2 separate regions of the Mus musculus genome follow, and region 1 is linked to region 2. The links are chromatin contacts, called in public promoter capture Hi-C maps. All regions are on one chromosome and are shown on one strand. Each heading gives the region's core, a stretch centred on a gene start, on an enhancer-like site or on the middle of the called end of the contact. The rest is flanking DNA. Distances are from core to core; before and after follow the strand shown. Region 1 holds the start of Slc7a7 (solute carrier family 7 (cationic amino acid transporter, y+ system), member 7). Region 2 holds the start of Hnrnpc (heterogeneous nuclear ribonucleoprotein C).

Region 1 (3,077 bases), core at 313-2,812, 2.3 Mb before region 2:
CACAGTTTTTGGGAGGCCTAAGCCCAGCATCCCATCTCGGTTTAGCTAAGAACATCAAGGGGCTGGGCTGGGAGGGTGAGTGAGCATAGAGATGAACTGTCTCTGACTATTTCTGTAGAATAACCAAAGAGTGAAGAAGAGGTAGAAGAAGAAGGGATACACAGTTGGGTTTCAGAACAGGTAAGCTGCCAAAAAAGGCTCAGTATACCAGAGTTAAAGTCGATTATAAAGGTAGAATAAACTGTGATTTCAAATTGTAGAACTTTTTCTGTTTATTCTGGGCCTGTCTAACATAGTTCAGTGAAACCTTATTTCCACACTATTTTTGTGCCTTGGGGGTAGGTAAGCGCTCTACCATTGAGCTATACTCCAACTTTCCATACACACACACACACACACACACACACACACACACACATACACACACACATTATTATTATTATGTTAGCTTGTTTTTTTTTTCTTTTGAGGCAGAGTTTCTCCTCATAGCCCTTGCTGCCCTAGAACTCACTCTGTAGACCAGGCTGTCCTTGATCTTTGAACTCAGAGAGCTCCCTGCCTTTGCCCCCAGAGTGCTGGGTTTAAAGGTGTGTACCACGGTGCTCAGCTAATTTTTTTATTGTAGTGCGCGCACGCTCGTAGAACAGTAGGAAATTTTCTCCTTCCATCATGGGCTTCATCTTGGCAGCCCCTCTCCCCCTCCCCCACCTTTGACATGGGGTCTCTAGTCTGGCCTTAACCAAATAGGACCCTCCTGTCTCAACCTTCTGGATGTGGGATTACAGGTATGAGCCATTCACGTCTGGGCCTCCATATATTTTTAAGAAATGGAGGAAAGCTTGTACTGAGACCTACATAGGAAGTTTTGGGCGCTCCAGAGGTTGTAGTGTGTTTCCCTAAGAATGAAAGAGCATAATGGTGGAATGGAGTTGGATCTAGAAGTTTGATCTCATTTCTGAACCATATTTCTTTTGAAATCGCTCGAGGGTCAGACTTTGGGGGTGATGCCCCGGTTTAGAGGCAGCCACCCCTTTCTCTGCATGGGGAAGTGTACAGCGATCTCACTTAGAGCGCCACATGGGGCGTCTGAACCACTCCCATACTTCCGCCAATCTCAGCCTGTGAACAATGCGTCCCATTCTCTAACCTTCCTGCCTTTCTTGTTTCGGGTGAGAGAGAGAAGTGAAGTTTGGGTGGGCCATGGAGGGAGGACACATGGGGAGAGGTCTGTGCCACCAGTGCTCTGTACTTGGTAACTTATTAGACTCTCTGGGGTTTCAGAGAGCACACCCAGTTAGTTAGCTGTCCCTTCCTCTGGGCCTCCTGTCCCGGGGCAGAGCTGACAAAGGAGATTCCTGATCGAGCACCTTCTTATCACAGAAAGTGCTGAGCCAGGAGCTCCTAGCTGCCCCTTTCGCAGATATGAAAGGCCTGTGAACCTTGGACCCAGAGGGTTGCTTAACGCTCCTCTCCCTTTTCCTCACCCCTTCCTTTCCTAGCTCCCTCACCTCCTCCTCCCTTCTTGACCTGACTTAAATCCGGTAGGCGTTTGTCTGGGTTTCCCTCTTACTGCTGGAGGAAGGAGGAGCTGTCAGATCTCTGTTCTTGGAGGGTGTGTGTGCCTCTTTGTCTCAGAGACTGCGGCTGGCCATTGCTGTGGGAACCTCCTTATATCCAGAGCCAGGGAGTGAGTGTGCCCCACCCTGTCCCCTTGCTAAACCCTCTGCTGTTCTCTGTCTGTCCAGTCACTTCCTCGAGCTACAGAGCCTCTGGCTGTAGTGTTTCGCCATTTGTCTGATTGCTTTCCTATTTTGTGCAGCTGTCTCTAGCTCTGTATTTCAGGGCATCTGCTGTCTGGCCTTAGCTCTTTCTTTTCCTTGGTTTGCTTTGATATGTCTCCAGCAGTTCTATGGTGGGTGTCTATGGTGGGTGGGCAGCCACCACCCACTGCCTCCAGTCATCTCTGGTTTCTGCTGTGTGTTTGGGCCACCCTTCTGAAAGATCATTCCTACTTTTTGGCTGGTGTGATGTGAGAGATTTGGCAGCAGGAGGCCTGGGATGCTAGAGGCTGGGACAGGTATCTGGGAATGGAAAAGCAGTACAAAGCGAATCAATCTCCTGTCTTTTTTTTTTTTTTTTTTTTTCTTTCCAGGATGGGTGGGGCTGCTTGGGCTTTGCCAACATCTAAGATGCCAGCTGACCATTTGTTAATGGCTATTCCCGAGCAGGGAGGTGGCTGTGCATCCGTAGCAGGAGCGCTTTAAAAGCTTCAGCCCAGCACACAGACTCCTTAGGGGAAAGAACAGCAAATCAGCAAAAAGAGGATCTAGCGAATCAGTTGGTTTCAGGGTTGGTTCCTCATACAGGCATCTCAGCGCAGGGACATTTGAAACTGAAATCAGAGGGGAGAGACTTTGGGGGTCAGGGGGAGGCAGAAAAAAGTTTTACCAAACTGCCTCATTCATGCCTGTCCTGTGTCATAACAGGTTGAGGGTTCAGCTGTCTGATAAATAAGGTATGCTACATCCTAAGGCTAGCATGTTTTCCCCTTTTGTGGGGGAAAAGCCAAGCCGGGGTCATTTTGACATGCCTTGGGTGTTGCGGGGAGACAGAAGTGAGGAGGGTGTCTGGACTGGTGGGTGCTGACTGCCTTGGGCCCTGTGGTGTGGGAGGGAGAGATTCTGCAGTGACCAACACAGCCTTCTTTCTTCCTTAGAGGGCAATGCGAGCAAGCTGGTGAAGGTCTTCCTTCTCTTCGCCATGGTCAACAGCACCAAGTATGAAGTGGCTGCTCAGCACGAGGCCGACGATGGCTCTGCTCTCGGGGATGGGGCCAGCCCAGTGGCGGAGCAGGTCAAACTGAAGAAGGAGATCTCCCTGCTTAATGGCGTGTGTCTCATAGTGGGGAACATGATCGGCTCCGGCATCTTTGTCTCCCCTAAGGGTGTGCTCATGTACAGTGCCTCTTTTGGCCTCTCACTGGTCATCTGGGCTGTCGGGGGCATTTTCTCCGTCTTTGGGGCCCTTTGTTACGCTGAACTGGGTACCACCATTAAGAAATCCGGGGCCAGCTATGC
Region 2 (3,136 bases), core at 519-3,018:
AGAGAGGGAGAGAGAGAGAGAGAGAGGGAGAGAGAGAGAGAGAGAGAGAGAGAGAGAGAGAGAGAGAGAGAGAGAGAGAGAGAGAGAGAGAGAAATAGAAGCTTTCCCTAACAGCAACACACAGATCTCCACTCTTTCTCTATTTGTCTCTTACTTTGTTGTACTGGGGATTGGACTAAGGACCTTGGGTGTGTTAAGCAAGCTCCCGATCACTGAGTCTTGTTTAATTTGTAAAAAGAGTCCTGTGTATGATGTGTGTGCCTGGTGCCCAGAGGCCAGAGGAGGGTGTTGGAACCTCCAGGAACTGGAGTTATACGATGAGCCCTTTTGTGGGTGCTGTAAATTGAACCTCTGTCTTTTGGAAGAGCAGCAGTTGTTGTTAACTGCTAAGCCATCTTTCTGGCTCCCCAATTATCTGTCTGTCTGTCTGTCTGTCAATCTACCTACCTACTTATATTTATTGTTTTTTCAAGATAGAGTTTCACTCTATAGCTCTAGCTGTCCTGAAACTTGACCAGGCTGGCTTGCACTTGAAACACTACCTAGCCCAAACTTTTCTTTTTAAAAATAAGATGTAAAATTGGGAACACATAAACTCGTTGGACTGGTTTACATAAAATAAATCTTTTGAAAATGACAAAGGCTAGGCAGGAGAGATGGCTCAGAGGTTAAGAGGACTGACTGCTCTTCCAAAGGTCCTGATCGTAACCACATGGTGGCTCACAACCATCTGTAGTGGGATCGGATGCCCTCTTCTGGTGTGTCTGAAGACAGCTACAGTGTACTCATATAAAAACAGTAAATAAATCTTTTTCTTAAAAAAAAAAAAAAAAGAAAAAAAAGGAAAGAAAGAAAAAGGCAAAGGTTTAAAGATCTAAAGATTAAAAAAAATCAGGAAATTTTTCTGGGATACAATCTCCTTTTCTCCGTAAGCTATATATACATTTCAGTGTATTTAATGTTCCTACAGTATAACCAGAGCTTTAGTGGCAGACCAAACCTGAGGGGATTAAGTAGTCTATTCTAGAAAGTGGGAAATTGAGGTGGCTGGCCATTGGGTTTGCAGACTGTGTGGCGACTTGGGACAAGGAAGCGGGTTTATAGGAGGTCGGGTAATTGCTCCTGCAGGAGAGAACTACAGAACCCAGTTGGTTTGGAGGGGGAGCTGTTCACTGAGAAGGCCATGTCCTCCCAACAGCTTATAGAATCTGGCAGAAAGAAGGGATCTGAATTTGATAATAACTGCAGAGCTAGTAGACGGCCTAGAGATAACTCTCCTCCCTTCTCAGAAGCTTGTTTGCGTTTCCCTTTTCCTAGGCCTGGGGCTAGGGCAGGCCGTTTGCACCCGCTACCAGACTCCACCCAGGCTCTCCCACCCCCGCGCCGCGGAAATGCGGTGATCTGGCCGGACCTGGGAGCTCTCAGAAGCACTGATAGGACGATGCGGCCGTCAGTCAGATCCGCCGGATACCCGGATGAGAAGCTGTGCGCGATACAAAGGCGAAAATTCCACCCAGCTTTCCGTCTGGTACATTGACCAATAACCATCCGTCAGTCACTAAGTGGCATGAAGCTGAACCAATTACTAACTAGCCTCTGTTACGCATGTGGAAATTCTCGCAATTAGCCCAACCCACCTCGGATTATGATTGGACGGAATTGTGAGGAGCGGTAGCGCTCGCTAATTAGGAGCGGGAGCGAGAAAAGTCACAGCCAATAGGAACGCCTCCAGGAACGAGGCGGGGGCTGGACTTTCGCCTCGGCGGCAGAGGAGCTCGGGGGCCATTTTGTGAGGAGACGGAGAGCGAACGGTCGTGTGGTTCTTCGCTGTTGTAGCTCCGGCGTCTCGGCGTAGACTCGCAGTAGGAGAGGCGGTCTCTTCTCTCTCTCCTTCCTTTTGGTAAGCGAAGGGGGCGAGTGCAGGGGAGGCCCTGGGCTGCTGGGCCCCGCCAGCGTGTGTAAGGGGGAAACCGGCCTCGCGGCAGAAGCCGAGGCCGCGTTTGTTCCCGTGCGGTGGGGACTTGGGTCTCATGCGGGAGGCAACAGGGCCTCGGCCTTGGCGCGGAGTCAACCTAGTGACCTCCAGGCCACGGTGCGTACGAAAATACCCTGTCTGCGCGCTCGGGTTTAACGGCTACTTTGATTTTCTTTGCCCATCAGGGATTCCAAGGGGGGACCAAGAAAGCGAAGAACGAAATGCTTGTTGATGTAATTGTCGGGGATATCTTACGGATTCCGTTATCACTTCCGAAGATAGACGCTGGGTGGGGGTAGGGGAGCGATAACATGGTGGTGTCGGACTGGAAGCTTCTAAATTCCAGGCTGGCTACATGGCATCTGAACGGCGTTTTAACAATAGGTTGAGTAATCATTACTTTTTTCCTCTAGGGGTAAAATGGTTAAAAGTCGGAGTGCTTGTGTTTGTAAAGGGAAGTGCGGAAGATTAATTTTAATTGGAATAATTACAGCTCACATTTTATCTGCAGGTTACAAATCATAAGTTAGTGGAACTTGAGGTAGGTACTACTGTCATAGAGAGAATTGAGCCTTAGAAGCGGTTGACAGGATCGTACTAGACAGGTCAAGTATTTTCACTGAGTTTCTAGGTGGTGCGCGCCTTTAATCCCAGCACTTGGGAGGCAGAGACAGGCAGATCTCTTTGAGTTCTAGGACTGCCCAGGATACACAGAGAAACTCTGTTTCGTAAATAAATAAATAGGGGGAAAGGCTTATTTTTGGGGGGAGGGGACCTGACACGGATGTTAGCAGAAAAATTTCAAGCTGGACTTGGGAACAATAATTAAAAGGCACAGCAAGGGTTTACAGCTACCTCAGTACTAGTCCTATCCCTCTAAAACTCAAAAAGGCAGTTTATAGCTATGTATGATAGTGCAGGCCAGTAATCTTTGTATTGTGGAGGCTCTGAGACAGGACCCCTTACCCATTGCAAGGCAGCCCAGGACTACATAGTAAAACCGTGCTTAAAAACAAATTAGTTTCTCTCTTGTAGGTGTTGAGTTCTTTTTTTTTTTTTTTTTTTTTTTTTTTTTGGTTTTTCAAGACAGGGTTTCTCTGTATAGCCCTGGCTGTCCTGGAACTCACTTTGTAGACCAGGCTGGCCTCGAACTCAGAAATC

Evidence for each region. Promoter capture Hi-C pulls out the DNA fragments that hold promoters and counts their contacts.
Region 1: a promoter capture Hi-C map of liver shows a contact between it and region 2, with 3 times the contacts expected there. The contact joins the promoter of Slc7a7 here to the promoter of Hnrnpc in region 2. A contact is called at or near these places in 1 of 39 promoter capture datasets (liver), 1 of 115 datasets of contacts at active chromatin or transcription factors (embryonic stem cells) and 1 of 9 other capture datasets (macrophages).

Annotation. Positions count from the first base shown.
Region 1 is chr14:54,408,688-54,411,764 of GRCm38.p6, reverse strand. Slc7a7 (solute carrier family 7 (cationic amino acid transporter, y+ system), member 7) reads left to right here and starts at 1,562. Exons shown (of 10, transcript NM_001379499.1): 1 at 1,562-1,687; 2 at 2,717-3,077. The coding sequence starts at 2,761.
Region 2 is chr14:52,102,653-52,105,788 of GRCm38.p6, reverse strand. It overlaps Hnrnpc (heterogeneous nuclear ribonucleoprotein C), which reads left to right and starts at 1,768. Exons shown (of 9, transcript NM_001170981.2): 1 at 1,768-1,900. It also overlaps a transcript of Rpgrip1 not described here.